2 separate regions of the Sus scrofa genome follow, and region 1 is linked to region 2. A link is a contact called in public Hi-C data. All regions are on one chromosome and are shown on one strand. The core of a region is the stretch at or near the end of the contact, and the rest is flanking DNA. Distances in the headings are between cores, read along the strand shown.

What was found. Hi-C and Micro-C count contacts between places; a contact is called where the count stands out from the background.
Region 1: a Hi-C map of embryonic fibroblasts shows a contact between it and region 2, with 2.0 times the contacts expected there. The contact joins two enhancer-like sites. A contact is called at or near these places in 1 of 5 promoter capture datasets (liver), 25 of 47 Hi-C or Micro-C datasets (blood, embryonic fibroblasts, fetal heart ventricle and 11 more) and 2 of 2 datasets of contacts at active chromatin or transcription factors (alveolar macrophages and skeletal muscle).

Annotation. Positions count from the first base shown.
Region 1 is chr3:57,474,260-57,480,471 of Sscrofa11.1, forward strand. EIF2AK3 (eukaryotic translation initiation factor 2-alpha kinase 3) reads left to right here. Exons shown (of 17, transcript XM_003124925.4): 11 at 4,363-4,485. Among named protein-coding and RNA genes, the nearest start is that of TEX37, 51 kb to the right of the region's middle. Within about 2 kb of position 2,117, at least 4 of the 83 cell types and tissues checked have an H3K27ac peak or open chromatin away from gene starts, as enhancers often do. A contact at or near this core is called in alveolar macrophages and embryonic fibroblasts, where this site is marked.
Region 2 is chr3:57,406,930-57,412,952 of Sscrofa11.1, forward strand. It overlaps LOC102164763 (a long non-coding RNA gene), which reads left to right. Exons shown (of 5, transcript XR_001306050.2): 5 at 4,074-4,548. Among named protein-coding and RNA genes, the nearest start is that of EIF2AK3, 14 kb to the right of the region's middle. Within about 2 kb of position 1,697, at least 15 of the 83 cell types and tissues checked have an H3K27ac peak or open chromatin away from gene starts, as enhancers often do. A contact at or near this core is called in alveolar macrophages and embryonic fibroblasts, where this site is marked.

The DNA.
Region 1 (6,212 bases), core at 867-3,366, 68 kb after region 2:
ATGGTGATCATTTCATAACGTGTACAGATGTCAAATCATTATGTAGTTAGCATAATATTGTATGCCAACTGTATTGAAAAAGAAGAACGAATTCCCATCGTGGCTTGGTGGTTAACAAACCTGACTAGTGTCCATGAGAATGTGGGTTCAATCCCTGGCCTCGTTCAGTGGATTAAGGATCTGGCGTTGCCATGAGCTGTGGTGTAGGTCACAGATGTGGCTCGGGTCCCTCATTGCCGTGGTTGTGGTGTAGGCCAGCGGCTACAGCTCCGATTCAACCCCTAGCCTGGGAACCTCCGTATGCCGTGGGTGCGGCCCTAAAAAGACAAAAAAAAAAAAGAAGAAGAAATGACCTCTAAATGTAGATCTTGTTTCACTTCTTTTTAAATGTGTGACTATCTAGGTAAATAAAACAGACTTATCCCTCAGATTTCTTAAACTTATTCAAAGTAATTTGTAAGAGGGATAGAAACAGAGTGTTATAAAAGTTTAGAATTACAGCCCCTGGGTATGTCAATTATTTCTCAATAAAACTGAAATGAAAAAAGAATTACAACCACCAAATTGAGTTGTTATTCAGATAACTTAGTTATTGAGGTTCTGCCATGTACTGGGCTTGGTACTAATAATACCAAATAGTAATTATTATGTTGCTAGAATATGATATAAATCTCCTGTGTTACTTAATCCTCAATTATTTATTTCATCTTTATTCTCCCTAGAGTAAGAAGTAGAAAAATAGGGAGAAATACACTAATAGAACTGATCATTTTTAAAAGCAGAATTGGGGAGATCCTGGTGACTCAGTGGGTTGAGGGTCTTTTATCATTGCTGTGGCTCTGGTTACTGCTGTGGCACAGGTTCAATCCCTGACCTGGGAACTTCCACATGCTGAGGGTATGGCCAAAAATGGACAAACAAATAAATACACAATAAAAGCTGAAGAGGGAGTTAGGTTACTTAAAAAGCAGCCCAGGAGTTCCCAGTGTGGCACAGTGGTTAACAAATCTGACTAGGAACCATGAGGTTGCAGGTTCGATCCCTGGCCTTGCTCAGTGGGTTAAGGATCTGGTGTTGGCATGAGCTGTGGTGTAGGTCGCAGACGTGGCTCGGATCCCGCATCGCTGTGGCTCTGGCGTAGGCTGGTGGCTACAGCTCCAATTCGATCCCTAGCCTGAGAACCTCCATATGCTGCAGGAGCAGCCAAAGAAATGGCAAAAAGACAAAAAACAAAAAAACAGCCCTTTCAAATAATTTGAAAGTGAAATAAAAGTAGAAAATCTGTTAGCAGTCTATCAGGTGTACATATTTGGGTGCTTTGTAGGATGAGAAATGGTTCTGTGGTTCAATCCATGTAATTTTCTTATTACATGGATTATTGCTACTTCTTCTCCTCCCCCTTTTTTGGTCACACCCATGGCATTCATAAGTTCCCAGCCAGGAATTGAACCTGGGCCACAGTAGTGACAACGCCAGATCCTTAACCCACTGAGCCACAAGAGAACTACTTCCCTTTGTTTTTGTATCATACTTAGTACTGTAGTGATATGAGGACAAGGAAAAAGTATAGAACCTTACTGCTTACTATCTAGGGTAATGGTTTTATGATCAAAATAATGAAAATTTCAGCTAAAATGTGTGTTATTTTGATTACCTGTGGACTTAATTTATCTAAGCTTCATTCATACTGTATCATCAAAAACTGAGAATCGACCATAATCTGTATGTATGTCTTAGCAAAATCTACTAGGTGAGTTACAAGTGGTAAGAGCGTTAATGCCCTTGCTGATAAGGATGCTAACTAATGCATTAGTGGCTGATACCTCCAGTGAGGGAGGGAGAAGTCGGGGTTCACCAGCTCCACCAGCAGTTCACTGCCCAGGCTGTTTGTTGTTCATTCAGCACTTATTCTGAACAGCTGTGTGCAGGCAGTATCTCAGGCTTTGGGAGAAATAAAAAGACTGGGCATAGCTCCTAGAGGAGCCTAACATCTCCAGGGGAAGATGATGCTAGATAAAACATAAAAAACATATCAGAAAAAAAGCCATGACTAAGTCACAGACTCTGGCAGTGATGATTCAAGAGGGTGTCATAAATGAGGTCACATTTTAATTGAACCATAAATCATGAGTAAGAGACATGCAGAGATGGGGGAAGAGTGGGCTGTGGTGGATAAATATATATTTGTAAGGCTGTTGTGAAAAGAATTGGAATAATGTACTCTAAAGTTGAATTGGACTTATTTTCCTTTCATTTTAATATGAAGAGAACAGCTGATTGTTTGTAAAATGCAGGAGCTCTGTATAGTACTCGATGTTCGTTGAGTGCCTACTGTGTTCTTGGCATTATTAAGAGCATGAACTCTGGATTCCGGTATGAGTTTAAGTCCTAAGCTGGGTCCTTAGGTGAGGCGAAACTTAAATTTATGGAATCGGTCATCATATCTAATTTTTTTTTTTTTTCAAAAGATGTTTCCATTTTCACAAGAGTGTTTTCTTTAATGTAGGAAGATAATTCAATTGGCCCTCCAGGAGTAGGACCTGAACTTCATGGGCTTTTGCATTTGGGGAGATGGATTTGTACTGAAGTACCTTGACTAGCTATTTTTAGGGATACAGAGTATTACTCTTCATTCTCTGTGAAGGTAATTGGCCCACGGAGGGTTGGGATCTATTGTCTTTCCTCCTCAACACTGTGCTCTAACCAGCTGAGCCAGCTACTAAATCAGAGTATGCAAGTCATAATGTAATAAACTTAGCCTTCTAAGGGACACCCAGGGTAATCTAATTCAGTCCTCCCCCATGTGGCTGGAAGAATAACTTCCATAGCATGCATTCATTCATTTATTAATTCATGCATTATTTGATGTCTGTCAGACTTTCTATTTGCCAGGTAAGCTCAGGCTTTGGAAATACAAAGAGGAAAAAAAAAAAAAAAAAGAATGCTTCCCTGCAGTCAAGGCCCCCACTATTCAGTGGCAGCAAGGAGAGAAAGCTATGTGTAAATAACCTAAAATATTGGGAGGGGAGTAAGTTTAAGAAGTCCACAGTACTCTATGCGTCATGCTCTAAGAACATCAACATGGACTTGTAGAGGTGGTGGATGAGCAGAATGAACTAAGAATAAAGTTTTAGTAAATAAATATAAAGAGGTAGGCTGACTTCATAGAGCAAATAGCAGAAGCAAAAGCCCTGAAATTTTGAAAGGCCATGGGTGCAAGTCATCTGGCATATACAGAGCAGATCAGTGAGTCGGGCACTAAAGGAGGAAATAGACTACAAAGAGGAGGCCCATCTGTAAGTGACAGATGTGAGTTAGCTTCCATCCAGATACCTTTGGTGCTGAGCATAGTGACCCGTGAGGCATGCCAGCAAATTTCAGATAGCTTTGGTTCCTCGAGAGAGTTCTGACTAAAAAAGAACTTAGGAGTTCCCACCATGGCTCAGTGGGTGAAGAGCCCGGCATTGTCTCTGTGAGGATACAGGTTCGGTCCCTGCCTGGCTCAGTGGGTTAAAGATCCGGCATTGACAAACACTGCAGCGTAGGTCTCATATGTAGCTCAGATCCAGTGTTACTGTGGCTGTGGTGTAGGCTGGCAGCTGCAGATCTGATTCAACCCCTAGCCTGGGAACTTTCATATGCCAAAGGTACAGCCCTAAAAAGAAAAAAAAAGTACTTAAATATAATAGGACTAATTAAAAATTTTTTCTGTAAAATACACAGGCACTGACATAAGATTAAAATATATTTTCTAATTGAGTACAGAATGCCACAGGAGGTAAAAGTTTAGAGAATTAAGGGTAGAATATTTTGATGGATGATAGAAAGTATTGGATAGGACAGAACAGTCCTAAAGTTGCTATAAGAATAAGTGATTAGAAAGGGAATGTGTGTGTATAACGACTGGGTCATTTTGCTGTATAGCAGAAATTGGCATATCATTGTAAATCAACTACAACTTAATTTTTTAAAAAAGAAAGAGTAAGTGAGTAACAAGTGATTCTCCATGAAGCAGAAGCTTTTTAATTTTTTAGAAAATTCCTAGGGAGGTGTTCCCTGCTGGCCTAGCGGTTAAAGGATCCAGCATTGTCACTGCTGTGGTGCAGGTTTAGTCCCTGGCCTGGGAATTTCCACATGCTTCATGCTCAGCCAAAAAAAAAAATACGTTTGCTTCATTTATACAAACAGAAAACAAAACAATGTTATTAGAATTTAAACTACACTATTTATTAAAATAAGTTCTATTAGACTTAGTTTATACGTTTTTACATATCGTAAGATTGAACTGATTATTACCTTACTATAAAATTTAAAACTACTTGCAAACTTTTTTAAATGTACTTTTTTTTTTTTTTTTTAAAGATATCTAACAGATTTTGAACCAATTCAGTGCATGGGTCGTGGGGGGTTTGGAGTTGTCTTTGAAGCTAGAAACAAAGTAGACGACTGCAATTATGCCATCAAGAGAATCCGTCTCCCGAACAGGTAATGAATGGTACTTTTAGTGAACTTGGAGTTGGGACTGTACTATGTAATCTCATAAGCAGTATGTCCTTCTTACTATATATTCCATAGAGACCAAATAAAACTTAGTTTCTGAGTGTTATGTTCTGAATGCTGCCAGGTAACCAACTGTCTAAAAAATATGATCTACATTGACCGCTTTGTATCTGCTTAAAAAAATCTGCCCTTGTTTGTTTGTTTTTGCTTTTTTGTTTTTTTAGGGCCACAGGTATGGCATATGAAAGTTCCCACACTAGGAGTCAAATCGGAGCTGCAGCTGATGGCATATGCCACAGCCACAGCAATGCTAGACCTGAGTCATGTCTGTAACCTATACCATAGCTCATCACAACACCAGAGCCTTAACCCACTGAGTGAGGCTAGAGGTTGAACCCAAATCCTCATGGATACTAGTCAGGTTCGTTTTCATTGAGCCACAATGGGAACTCCTGCCCATTCTTAACAACTCAGGACTTTTCCTAGAATGAATTTTAATAGCCACAGATACACAGCATCATTTAAAAATAATCTATATTGGAGTTCCCCTCCTGGCTCAGCAGTTAACAGAACCAAACCCTCATAGTATCCATGAGGATGTGGATTTGATCCCTGGCCTTGGTCAGTGGGTTAAGCACTGTTGCCATGAGCTATGGTTTAGGTCACAGACACAGCTTGGAGCCTGCATTGCTGTTGCTGTGGCTGTGGTGTAGGCTGGCCGATGCAGCTCCGATTCGACTCCTAGCCTGGGAACCTCCATATGATGCGGGTGCACCCCTAAAAAGACAAAATAATAATCTGTATTTATCATGGAAAAAAGAAAAGATATTAAAACAAAAACCATTTGTGTCTTCTCAATTCAGTAATAAACAGTTTTAACATTTTAGAATATTTTCTTTCGTTTTTTTTTTTTTCTGGTCATAAATTTACCTAGTTGATAGCACAGTTATCAGTGCAATTCAGTTTTATCTGTTGCTTCATTCGTTGAATCCTCAGTACTTTCCATGCTATTAAGAGTATTTTATTGAAATGCTAAAATATATTAAAAGTATCTTATGGTTAGATAATAGTCCAGTCAATACACATGCCATATCTTAACCATTTCTTATTGAATATTTAGGTTTCTCATGTGTTACAATTAAAATAACTTTATGGTGTCCATCTTTGGTATAAAATTTTGATCACATCTGTTCCTTAGGATAGATTTACTAGAAGTGGAATTTGTGGCTCCAAACAGAGTGATGCTTAAAATGATGGGCTTGGGGTTCCTGTTGTGGTGCAGTGGAAACAAATCTGACTAGTATCCAGGAGGATGTGGGTTCAGTCCCTGGCCTTGCTTAGTGGCTTGGGGATCTAGTGTTACTATGAACTGTGGTATAGGTTGCATATGTGCCTCAGATCTCAAATCGCTGTGGCTGTGGCATAGGCCAGCAACTGTAGCTCCAATTCGACCCCTAGCCTGGAAACTTCCATATGCCAGAAGTGTGGCCCTAAAAAAAAAGAAAAAAGAAAAAGATGAAATGAAATAAAATAAAATGATGGGCTTCCATTAATACCTTCCTTCGAATCTACTGTGGAAGTTCCTGTGGATTCTTGATTAAATGTGCACTATTGCTGAGCTGTCTTCCTAACCAGTACTTAAACATGCTGTCCAACAGATAGGGACACAGAAATGGAACGGTTTGAGTACCATGGGACTATTTTTTTTCTTT
Region 2 (6,023 bases), core at 447-2,946:
GGATCAAACCCGAGTCCTCATGCATACTGGTCAGATTGGTTTCTGCTGCGCCACGACAGAACTCCACAATTTCTGTTCAGTGATGTGATTCTACATTCTCCAGTCCTGGAACCCAGCAAGTCCATGCCCACCTTTTGCTCGTGAAAGAAGGATTTATCTGGATTGTTATCACAACAAAGGCCCATGTACAAAGGTCCTGTCCTAGTATGTGTGCACAAAGGGCCTTTGGTATTTAAAAAAGAAATGAGTAAGGCTACCAGCTCCATTGAGCCTCTTACAGCTCTGAGTAAACTCATATGAACTAAGACCCAGTTGTAAGAACTGGGGTTTACATCCAACTGGCTTTTTTGAAAGCTCCTGCCTTGTTGGTTTGGGTTATTTATATGCTTTGGTTTTGCAGAGGACCAAGTAGCATTTCCTCTTTTAACCATCAGAGAAAAGAAAAAAAAAAAAGTTTTGGTATTGCCAGAGGCTGAGAAATACACCCAAATACCTGCAACATGATGTGATACAGTCAGGGTTGGACTAGAGTGGAGCAGATGCTCAAGATGCTCTTTCATGTGATAAGGTTGCTACCTTGAAAAGTTCCCTTTCAAAGGGAAGAGTCTCTCATCTTCAAAGATCCCTTACGTGGGGGTTATCTCTGCTCCTCCCTGCTGAGCTGCCTATTGCTAGTTACCTGGTACACATTCAAGTTCATGAGGTGCTTGGGCTTTTAACTTTTTTTTTTTTCCTTTCTTTTCTTTTCTTTTTTTTTTTTCTAGGGCTGCTTGTGCAGTATATGGAAGTTCCCAGGCCAGGGGTTGAATCGAGCTGCAGCTGCCAACCGGCACCACAGCCACAGCAACATAGGATCTGAGCCTCATCTTTGACTTACACCACAGCTCACAGCAACACTGGATCCTTAACCCACTGAGCAAGGCCAAGGATTGATCCTGAATTCTCATGGACATCATTCGAGTTCATTACCGCTGAGCCACAATGGGAGCTCTGGGCCTTTTAACTTAAAAAAGCAATTCTGGGAGTTCCCATCGTGGCTCAGAGGTTAACGAAGCTGACTAGAAACCATGAGGTTGCGGGTTCGATCCCTGACCTTGCTCAGAGGGTTAAGGATCTGGCGTTGCCGTGAGCTGTGGTGTAGGTTGCAGACTCAGTTTGGATCCCGCATTGCTGTGTCTCTGGCATAGGCTGGCGGCTACAGCTCTGATTGGACCCCTAGCCTGGGAACCTCCATATGCTGAGGGAGCAGCGCAAGAAATGGCAAAAAGACAATAAATAAATAAATAATAAAAAATAAAATAAAAAAACAATTCTGAGGAATGTGGGAGGTCATAGCTGTGTGTCTGTAGACACTGCCCTTTTTGCCTTCTTTTTCAGAACTAAGATGAAGGTTTTCTTATTAAAGGGCAGGTGTTCCCTGATTTAGCCAAGAGGAAGATGGCCATGAGGGAGGTGGTTGAGGGAAGAAGCTGAACATTATTTCACTGCACAGCCTCTCTCTCAGCTTGACTTTTGAGCTTCTGCCAGTTCTCCCAGAATAAACTGGTCAAGAAAGCACAGATCCTCCGGCACCAACCCACTAGCAGCCAGCCCGCACCACATCTGCCCTGGCCTTTCAGAAAAACAGACACATATCTGAGTCAGTGTTGGCCTCTCTGAGGGAAACAGGGGCTGGCCTCCAGAATCAGGTGACAGTCATACTACTGCAAGCCTCATCACCAAGCCAATAGGAAGAGCTTAGTGTAAGCACACATCCTCTGCTTCTGGAATTCAGGAGCTGCAAGGAAGCCGCTTTCAAAATAGAAGAAGGGAAGTTCCCCTTGTGGCTCAGCAGGTTAAGAACCCAGAGAGTATCCATGAGGACCATGGTTCAATGCCTGGCCTGGCTCAGTGGGTTAAAGAACCAACAAAGTTGCAGACTTGGATCTGGTGTTGCTGTGGCTGTGGTATAGGCTGGCAGTTGCAGATCTGATTAGACCCCTAGCCTAGGAACCTCCATATGCCACAGGTGCAGCCCTAAAAGATAAAAGAATTTTAAAAATTTAAAAAGTAGAGGGTTTCAGGAAGCTGCAGCCTGCTGGGAGAGGAAGAATAAAGAACACCTTCTTACCTTAAAGTACAGTGGCAAGAGAGGAAGCCTGGGTTCCTAAGGATGGACCAGAGGAAGAAACTTAGCAGGCTGATGACCATCAGCCCAGCCATGATGACCATCATTTCCCTCAAAATGTGTATGTGACTCCTTTTGTTCCTGGAGGCTCTTTAAAGTTAGTACTCAGAGAAGGGAGGAGCCCTCCACAACCTCAACTGTAGAACAAGTACAGGCAAAGAGTGCTCATTTAGACATGCATTTATTTACTGGTCATTTCACTAATATTTATTGACAGCCTACCATGTGCCTGGTGGTGCATGGATGTTGAGGAGACAGTGGATAACTGGAGGGGCTGTACCTGGGCTGGGGGCAGCCTGGACCTACAGTGCTTCAAGACAATGGACAGGTGACCCTGAGTCCAAGCTGCCAAGGAAGAGCTAACCTGCACGGATTAGAAATGCAAATAGAGGGAGTTCCTGTTGTGGCTCAGCAGTAACAAACTCGACTAGTATCCATGAGGATGTGGGTTCGATCCCTCGCCTCACTCAGTGGGTAAAGGATCCATGTTGCCAGGAGCTGTAGTGTAGGTCGCAGATGCGGCTTGGATCTGGTGTTGCTGTGGCTGTGGTGTAGGCCAGCAGCTGCAGCTCTGATTCGACCCCTAGCCTGGGAAATTCCACATGCCTCGGGTGTGGCCCGTGAAGCAAAATAAATAAATAAATAAATAATTTTAAAAAAGAAAGATGAGAGAAAGAAAGAAAGAAAAGAAATGCAAATGCAAGTAGATGAAAATGTCAAGCCAAGTGACCTTTGGGTTGGAGGGACTGTCAGGATTATCTCTGATTCTTTCTTTTCTGACTCCCAGGGTTGTTTCTGTTATACTCAGGAAAATGACACTTAGTGACTCATGATCAATAGTGTGAACATTGAATTACTCTTCTAATTCAAACTTTTTTTCAGCAGCCTTCTCTCTGACCAACTGCATTGATTAGTAAGAAAATTAATGGGAATTATTCTATGCATTTATTAATATTTATTAATTTTTATTCCATAAATTTAATGGGAATTATTCTGTTATTACCATGGAATAGAGGTGGGGAGTATGTTTATTTTTCCTACTGTACACATTAAGAGATAACTGAAAGGTAAACTAACGTCTATCCCTGATACCATTTGTGCCTTGGTTTTATCAAAATAAATACACAACTGAGATAAAAAACAAGGACCTACTATATAGTACAGGATCTATATTCAATATCTTTTAATAACCTATAATGAAAAGGAATTCAAAAAAGAATTTACGTGTCTGTGCGTGTGTATCTAACTGAATCACTTAGTATACACTTGAAGCTAACACAACATTGTAAATTAATTATACTACAATAAAAAATGGTTAAAAATAGGGAGTTCCTGTTGTGACTCAGTAGGTTAAGAAACTGACATAGTGTTTGTGAGGATGCGGGTTCCATCCTTAGCCTTGTTCAGTGGGTTAAGGTGTTGCCGTGAGCTGTGGCGTAGGTAGGTCGCAGAGGAGGCTCGGATCCAGGGTTGCTGTGGCTCTCATGTAAGCCGGCAGCTGTAGCTCTAATTAGACCCCTAGTCTGGGAACCTTCATATGCCTCAGGGAAATGACAAAAAGACCAAAAAAAAAAAAATGTACAAGTGATATGAAAAGAAGAGAGAGGGAAGAGAAGGAGCAGGAGATGGAGCATTAAAAGGTCAGGAGCTGGCCATAGTGACACAGTATGACAGTGGGTAAAGCAAGACTGAAATTTAATAGTGTTATTTCCTGGGCTGCTTCTAACTACAGTCCCAGAAGTTTTAAACCTTTCTGAAAACTGATGAATGAAGATAATAGCCATTTATTCTCCTAATCTCAGTCTCTGAGCTTCAGAACGTGAAAGGTGAAGGAATAACAAAGTGCCAAAATGGCATCAAAATTATAACTGAAAGTCACATCCTGTTTTCTATTTTTACTTTTCAGGTCTTGAGAGAATAAGAAGCTTTAGGACTGGAGGCACCCAGAAAAGCCCTCTTGAAGTTGATATTTAGCTGGAAATTTATTTTATTGTGTATTTAAAGATATCTAAGGAAGAAACTTCAGTAGCTTCCTGGATAAATTACTCAGTGTTTAATAACTTCTTTAGCTTTCACCTAAATCTATTTTCCTGAGTTTATCTAAGACACTCTGGCTTTATGATCAGCAGTGTTATTATTCTACATTTTCACAATTCAGCATTCACAGTGCAACAACCCTCACTGAGCAACATGGGTCTCTCAGACAGTGGGATTTATGTGAGTTGGTTGGACAGGTGAGTTGAGGGGACTTAAAAAAAACTCCATCCATGGGACCAATGGATGAAAACTCTGTCATGAGCAAGTGTCAGAGCTCTTGCCTTGAGCTGTGGTGACTCACTGCATGTCCCCGGGCCCAGGAATCCTTCATGTTGTTTCTTCTCATTTACTACTTTGAAAAAAAAAAAAAAAAAATATATATATATATATATATATATTTTTTTTTTTTGTCTTTTTGCCATTTCTTGGGCCGCTCTCACGACATACGGAGGTTCCCAGGCTAGGGGTCAAATCAGAGCTGTAGCCACCGGCCTACACCACAGCCACAGCAACGCGGGATCCGAGCCACGTCTGCGACCTATACCACAGCTCACAGCAACGCCAGATCCTAAACCCACTGAGCAAAGCCAGGGATCGAACCCACAACCTCATGGTTCCTAGTCGGATTCGTTAACCACTGCGCCACGATGGGAACTCCTGAAATATATTTTTTAATGTCAGGTAGTTTTTTGTTTATTTATTTATTTAAATTGAAGTATAGTTGATTTACAAAGGTGTGTTAATTTTAGGTGCACAGCAAAGTGATTCAGTGTGTGTATGTGTGTATGTGTATAGATGTATAGACATATTCTTTTCCATTATGGCTTATTACAGGACATTGAATAGAGTTCCCTGCACTGTACAGTAGGACACTGTTGTTTATTTTATTTATTTTTTTGTATTTTTAGGGCCGAACCCAAGGCATATGGAGGTTCCCAAGCTAGGGGTCCAATCAGAACTGTAGCTGCTGGCCTACACCACAGCCACAGCAACTCAGGATCCAAGCCGTGTCTGTGACCTACACCACAGCTCATGACAATCTGCTAATCCCAAACTCCTAATTTTTTCCTACCCTGCTTGTTAACCATATGTTTGTTTTCTATGTCTGTGAGTCTGTTTCTATCTTGTAAATGAGTTCATTTATTTTATTTTATTTTTATTTTGGGCTACCCCTGTGGCATGTGGAAGTTCCCAGGCTAGATGTCAAATAGAGCTGCAGCTGCTGGCCATCGCCACAGCCACAGCAATGTCAGATCCAAGCCTCGTCTATGACCAACACCACAGCCTGTGGCAACACCACATCCTTAAACCACTGAGTGGGGTCAGGGATTGAACCTGCATCTCATGATACTAGTTGGGTTTGTTAGCACTGAGCCACAGCAGGAACTCCTATATCATACTTTAGATTCCCTGCATAGGCGATCTCATATGGTATTTATCTTTTTCTCACTTACTTCACTTAGTATGATCATCTCTAGGTTCATTCATGTTGCAGCAAATGGCAATATTTTATTCTTTTTTATGGCTGAGTAGTAGCTCACAGCAACGCTAGATCCTTAACCCACTGAGCAAGGCCGGGGATCGAACCCAAATCCTCATAGATACTAGTCAGGTTTATCTCTGAGCCATGATGCAGGAACTCCCTTTCTGTTTTTTTTTTTTTTTTTTTTTTTTTTTTTAGTTTAAAAAATATTTTTATTTTACATACAAAGAGCTAGCATTGTTTCTGCATAAGGAAGATGTCCTGGATGACCTACTCAAGGAAGATCACTTAGTCCAAGTATATGAAGCCAATATCCTTGCTCAGTGGCAGAAACAC